Regions from separate parts of the Mus musculus genome. Here region 1 is linked to region 2. A link is a contact called in public Hi-C data. All regions are on one chromosome and are shown on one strand. The core of a region is the stretch at or near the end of the contact, and the rest is flanking DNA. Distances in the headings are between cores, read along the strand shown. Region 1 overlaps Prickle2 (prickle planar cell polarity protein 2). Region 2 overlaps Prickle2 (prickle planar cell polarity protein 2).

Region 1 (3,408 bases), core at 581-3,080, 180 kb after region 2:
GGCTGCTGAGAAACAACCTCTGAAGTTGACCTTTGGCCTCCACACACAAGTACACATACGTATGTTACACACACACACACACACACACACACACACACATACACACACACACACACGTAGGTTGGAGGATTTGGCTCAATACTCATGGGTTGATGTTTCTTACTTTGCTTTAGAGTCATATCACATAGTAGTCTGTGTAGGGCCTGAGTCCTTTATCCCTGAAAGTCCTCTTAGTTCTGTTTTAGCATCTTTATAGACCTAAGACACCCCATGAAAGCCTTACCCACATTATATCCAACTTTGTTTCCTACATCCTTAGAGTGTGACATCTTGTAGACTGTTGTATGGAGACTGCCTCCATGCAAACACATCTAGCTATTAAAACAACATTTTTATCCCCAGAAGATATGATGCTACATTTATTTACACATCTACAGGACTACATTGGGAGGGATAGCTTGGTGTCATAGTTCATTCCCAGTAGGCTTGTTGGTGGTAGGGAGACAGTGTCTTGCTATGTAGCCCAGGTTGTCCTCAAATTCAAAGCATTCCGCTTGCCCTGGCCGTTTGAATTCTGAGATCACACCATATATTATGATAGCACCAAGTAGAACTTGAAGGCAATGGAGAAAGAAAGCATGAAAATCCAGAGCCAACCTGAGTTGCCCCCAGTAATTACATGAATTCCCTAAGGGAAGGAGTTGTTATAGGTTTAAAAATTGCCTTATTAGTTTTGACAAATTTTCTCAGAAAACATCACATCTTTCCATGTAACATGATTAAAACAATCTGTAGACAGCAGGAGACCTGCCACTCCACTTCCTCCCGAGCTCATGTTTTGTTTTGTTTTTTTAGCTTCTTTAAAAGAACATACACGGCTGTAATCAAATGCTAGCCAGAGAAAGCTGTGACACTAACCACGGCAAAGTTTGCTTCTCATCTCTCATCTGCTAGAACTGCATCGCCAATTGCCCAGGATGTACACCTGGGTTGGTAATGAGCCACATTTCATGCTCATGATGGCTTTTCTGCTGCCCTTGTTGCTGCTGGCTGCCTTACATGTCCTCAGCGTGGACTTCCTCTCAGCTTGAGTGGGGCTGTGGGGGAGGTCACCTTGCCAACCAGACAGAAAGACAAAAATCACTTGACTCAAAAACCATTTGGAAATTTTCAACCCAACTCCACATTCTCTTCATTTCCTGAGGAATCTCTTTTTAATGTAAAATCTCTTCCTGTCGACATGACTTGGGGGAGGGAGAAGGCTGCTTTCCATCCAGAGAAAACTGTAATGTAAAGCAGAAGAGCCCGAAGCCAGCAGCCTCATGTGTGACAGGACAAGCTCTTCAGTTACTATTTTCTCTGTTAGTCCGATATCTTAGTTCCCAGACAGGTATCCTCAAAGTCACAACCATCAAACTGCCATACCCTGCCGTGATCTCCCAACTGTAAATTCTTGAGTTTAGAAACATTTAGAAACATTCCAAGGAACTGAATGTGGGGTTGTTTCTGTGGTATGACAAAGGAATGCAGCACACTGCAATATACATTTGCCAGGGCGATATGAATTGCAATTGTCAGAAACCTCTTCTCCTAAGCAGAACCCATGTCTGTCCTATAAACACATTGACTTGCTGACATTGTCCAAGGAACGGTAGATGAGGCAAGCCTAAACTAGGTCAGTATTTGGTTTTACTATGAGAATTGGCCTTTTAATGAAAACAAACCCAAGTGCTGCTCACCATTTTTGGTTTTAGGGGTGAGTATAAGAGGTGTCCCCATGTCACTCACTACCCACCTTGGTACTGTCAGCTTCATTCAGCATTGGATACAAGGACAAGGAATAGTTCTGCCTGTGTTCTGTGTACACAGTACAGCTCCTCCTGTACTGTAGAGTCATGTTTGGTTTGCTCTTTGAGATCTGCCAGAGTTTCCTAATTAGGAAATTGTCTGGAGAACATCAAGAAGTCAGATGTTCCTTTGCTGCAGAGAAGGGGCCAGGCTTATGAACCGCTCACCCCAGGGGCTACCAGGATGGTCAGCTGCTGAGTGCACAAGCGACAATCTCAGGGCTCAGCATCTTCCTTGCCAAGCACCAGCACCTCTGACTCCACAGCCCATCTAGGGGTTCAGTGGGTGTGAGGGTTGCTTGCTCGAGCCATGACCTTGGAAAGTTCAAGGATGCTTCTCTTCCACAGAGCTGATACAGATCACCAGTGGGCTTGTACAGGTTATCACCTGGGAGGACGCTAGCTAGGGATGTGCAAGATGCATCATCAGCAGTGCAATCTGGACCGGGTTTCCTTGGTTCCAGAATCTTATTGTATACTGCCTGCAATCTACTTACTTTCTATTCTCTCCACAACCTCTCTCTTTTCTTCCCACCCCACCCTTGTGTTTGTACCCGAACTTCTAAGTGCCTTTAAATAAAGCTATGCACTCTTTCTTGGTCCTTAATCTTTCACTAAGCAGCATCGGTATTTTCCAGTTACAAACAGTATGCCTGTGCAGTTCTAGAACATATGCTGACAAGTCATTTGGCAAACACTTTCCTTTGTTGCAACGAGCAGCACTGTGGAGGACTGTAGCATTGGCAACCAAATATGTGCACATTCTTAACGAAGAAACAGAGATAAGGAACCCATCTCAGCGCTGGCTATGGGCTCTGGGGATCCAGAGCCCTATTAGAAAGGGAAACAGTGATCTATTATATAGAAGGGATGTTGGTTAGAATGATTTCCAGATGGCTCTGGGAGGCTCGAGGACAGAGGTTACTGAAGAGCTGTGTAAGGGTCACACGGAGAGCACTGTTTCAGTCGCAAACGATTGACTTTGGAAGAACCAGCTCCAGTTTTATCAATGTAATTAACACCTTCAAGAACATTATTACAGAATATAATAATACAGAATATTATAAAACCAGACAGGACTGCAGGGTGAACGACAATAAGAAATGAAAGCTGTTCTCACTTGAGAAACCAGGCTACTTCATTCATTAATTCAACCAAGATAACGGAGAACAGTTCTGGGCCCAGAGGATAGATCACCGCCTAAGACAAAGACTCTTCTGCTTCCATTTGGTGCAGGGGATGAAGGCTTGCACTTAGAATATATGTATATGTATCTGTCAGGCAGCAGAATGGGTGACTACTGATTATTTTGAAAATTATATGGTACTTCTAAAGGAAAAAAGATAATGGGAAAACCCAGCGTGACATCTAGAGCCCCACTATGCAGCCCAAACAAGCAAAATAACCAGTTACCAAAATTAAGTTCTTCTTAAATAATCTCAGCCAAAGGCATATTTCCTGTGCCGATGAGGAGTCTGGGTCTTGCTGGAGCTGTCTCCTACCTCTCTCCCCACCGGCTCCCTGGGGCTTCCAGAGCTTCCCAAAGAACTGTTCCCTCTGT
Region 2 (3,402 bases), core at 573-3,072:
TTTAAAAGGAAATAAAACTTTCATTACAGATTCAATGTCATATACTGCCATGTTCAACTCCTACCCCAAGTCATGCTTATACCTTCCTTTGGGATATGTGATCCTAAAGCTCTTCATGGTTTCTTCTGGAGTAATCTATATATTAGAAATGTTGGCTGAATTGCGCAGATAATCTTTCATAAAGACAATGACAGGAAGAGCTTTCGATGAGAGGACTGTTGTGTGCTAATCTGAAAGTCAGAACAGCTATGTCTGTTCAAATCGTGTTGTCTACATGAAAAGAGAACCATTAAGTCTTTGCTTCAGAGTCGATCTCTGTCTTCAGAAGCGGCCATGCCACCATGCCAAATGAATCAATCCTGTCTACTGGCTTTCATCGATCACATTGTACCAACATGGAGTCGTGATCCAAGTGATGTCTATTTAATGAAAGTACTTTTAAGTATAAACAGAATGAACCACTACAAGCATGGGACAGATCATTGTCTTCTCTCAAGTGATAGTTAAAAAAAAAAGTCTTCAGAGGAATGTTCCAGAAACCTAACAGCCCAGAAAACATGGTTTCACCAATGACATTTTATGGGCTTGCTTTAAAAACAGGCACACCCCTCCTGCTTGTAAAAACTTGCATTTTCACCTCCAGATTAGTTAACTGGGCATCCGGTTACAATGTTTGCTTTCATCTTTAAAGGAGCCAACTTTTGTGTATGTTTTATGAACTATGAAATAAGCAGCAGGAGAGAGAGAGAGATGCAGCTTTCTAGGGAGTCGCCTGAGTTTTTGAGATGTTGTCTCACTTATTCAGATTCATATATTTATTTCTGCAGTGAGGAGGATTAAGCCCAGGGCTTTGCACATGCTAGGCAAGGGCTGTGCTATGATCTACAGTCTCAGTTCCTCAGTAGTAGCGGCTCAGACTGTCTCTTTTGGGGCCAGCAAGATGGCTCAGTGGGTGGAGGTGCTTGCTGCGAAGCATAATGTTCTGAACCTGAGTTTGATCCTTCCACATGGTGGAAGGAGAGAGCCAATTCCCACAGATTGTTCTCTGACCTTCACATACATGCTGTATTATGTGTGTTTTACACACACACACACACCATAAAAATACAAAAACAAATTACTCCCTTTTATGTAAAAATGTCACCTGGGACTCAGGCCATGTATGTGATGAGTTGGTAGAAACTGGTATCCAGATCTCTACAGGGGTAATTTTTTTCTTTCAGTTTAAAATTAATTATACTTTTGTTTTAAATATAGAGCTAACTAGTGCAAATCTGTAAGATTCTTGATTCTTGAAACCAGATACCTACAAATTAATTTCTAGCTTAGAAGCCTGACTTCCTCCCACACAATCTTTTAAAAGCTTGCTTACAGACTTCTTCCTGAGGATCAATGTCATTTCAATAATAAGTGACGCTGGCCAGGCACGGTAGGTTGTCTGTAGCCAGCTCTCAGAGAGGGGAGATCTGAGAGGTCACTGAGCTGCTGACAGCATTCTGAGTTATCCTGAGAAAAGTGAAAGCCAGCCTCAAAAAAAAAAAAATCAAACTAATCAAACTCAAATAAATACATGCCTGCTTACAGAGCTGTGTTTCTGGGACTAGAAAAAGGGAATGCCCATAATACTTCCAAGACAAAGATGGGTGACTCTAACAAGGTTGACTTTGCCTTGATAAAAATCCTAGTGAGAGCTGCCATTCTAGACCTGTTACTTCAGCTGCCCTTGACATGGAGAGCCTGCTCATTCGCCTCTTAGGAAACAATCCTGAGAATCTGAGAGACTCACAGTGTTTCTTCTGGGCATGAAGTGGTCCTTAGTCATCTTCCCAACTCCCACAAGCGGCTGGCAGGACACAGTCAAGTCAGAGAGCACTGGCCTGGGCTCTCAAATGTTAGTGCTTCCTGTTTCCTGAACTAGTCAGTCGTGCCAGGCTTGGAGTCTAACCCAGTCCAGGATGAGACTGGTTTTGGGGAGGGGGGTAGGAGGTGGGGTGAGGAGCGGTCCCCAGAAATATCTACCAGTTTCTTTAGATTCTAAGGAAGCCTAAATTTAATATCAATAGCCGGAAGTTTTTTGGCAGCAATCTTACTGATCACAATGATTAGGAAGAGGGACAATTCACAGAAGGTCCTGGAAACCAACAAAAGCCCCTCCGAGCACCTTACCTCATTGTCATGGGGCGGCAGCTGGTGCAGTAGCTGCTTGATTCGCAACTTCTCTCCAGCACTGTTGACATAGGGGACTTTCTCTTCTGGGAGGCAGCTATAATACTGGTGCACCTGAGGGACAGAACACACAGAGTGCTTGCCCATTATTCACCCCACGTGCCACCACCCCTCACCACCCTGAGGAAGGCTCACAGTGGAACGCCAGCTGCTTCCGTTGCTCCTACCACCCCTCAAGACAGTCAACTGCTGTCTCTCCTACCACACACACAGAAGAGCATCCTAAAAGACAGAGCCAAGTGAATTGCCCCTCACTTGGGGCTATCCCTCTCTGGAGAGGGAAAAGAAAATCAAAGAAATTCCTTGTCAAAGGAGAATTCACAAATGCACAGGTGAAGCCAGAGGGCAAGGCTTTCCCAGCCGACTCCCCGTGTTGCTTTACCATTTTCTGCGCTGCTGTCCCGAGGGAGGCACCTCTCTAGCCAAGGGATGTGTCAGCGCCTGCCTAAATACTGCTCTCAGACCTTTCTCTGGCACTCGGCAGGTTCCTGGGTGTCTCAGCCTCCACCTACGTCAAAAGCCCTCCAGGTCTGAGCTGTTTTTCAATGTAGGCAGCTCTGAAATGAGAGACTCAATGCCGGGTTGCAGAACACAGAACTGAACAGCAACAGCACAAGGACCTTTGGTCTCCTAAATGCTGCTCATTAGAATAGATACATCCCTGCAGCTTCTGATGTCTGCTCATTCTTAAACACTGGAGAAAGTACCAAGCATCCAGTTTTGCCTAAGAAAAGAAGGCAGATATTCTACTGAGGCCATGCACCCCTAGGATGTAGAAGGAGAAACAGAACAGGCTCAGCTTAATAATTTTCTCCCAGCAGCAGGCAGGAAGTTTTTTTTTTACTTCTCTGTGAATTAATATATATGTATATATATGTGTGTGTGTATATATATATTACATATTGGAGGAAGGAAAGGGAAGACAAATGGTGTAACTTGATTTTTAATTTAAATATTTGTTATATGTTTATGTGTGTATGTGTGCCCCTGTGAGTTTATGTGTGTCAGTGCTTCCAGAGGGTAGAGGGCAGTCATGTGGGTGAAGCTTTATGAGTGTAGCTTCTACCATCCTATTAGACTCAGTCTCACAGCAAACTCCCCAATCCTCTGGTCCTTAGATATGGCTGTGCTCCTGGACAGAGACAAAGACCATGTCCTTCCTACAGAAGTGACACA

Evidence for each region. Hi-C and Micro-C count contacts between places; a contact is called where the count stands out from the background.
Region 1: a Hi-C map of the N1E-115 cell line shows a contact between it and region 2, with 2.9 times the contacts expected there. The contact joins two enhancer-like sites. A contact is called at or near these places in 3 of 484 Hi-C or Micro-C datasets (the N1E-115 cell line and uterus) and 1 of 9 other capture datasets (embryonic stem cells).

What each region holds. Positions count from the first base shown.
Region 1 is chr6:92,607,306-92,610,713 of GRCm38.p6, forward strand. All of the region lies in intron 2 of Prickle2 (prickle planar cell polarity protein 2), which reads right to left. Among named protein-coding and RNA genes, the nearest start is that of Prickle2, 97 kb to the right of the region's middle. Within about 2 kb of position 1,831, at least 52 of the 459 cell types and tissues checked have an H3K27ac peak or open chromatin away from gene starts, as enhancers often do. A contact at or near this core is called in the N1E-115 cell line, where this site is marked.
Region 2 is chr6:92,423,414-92,426,815 of GRCm38.p6, forward strand. Prickle2 (prickle planar cell polarity protein 2) reads right to left here. Exons shown (of 9, transcript NM_001081146.2): 4 at 2,167-2,280. It overlaps Gm38862 (a long non-coding RNA gene), which reads left to right. Exons shown (of 4, transcript XR_869273.2): 4 at 1-1,273. Among named protein-coding and RNA genes, the nearest start is that of Gm38862, 21 kb to the left of the region's middle. Within about 2 kb of position 1,823, at least 20 of the 459 cell types and tissues checked have an H3K27ac peak or open chromatin away from gene starts, as enhancers often do. A contact at or near this core is called in the N1E-115 cell line, where this site is marked.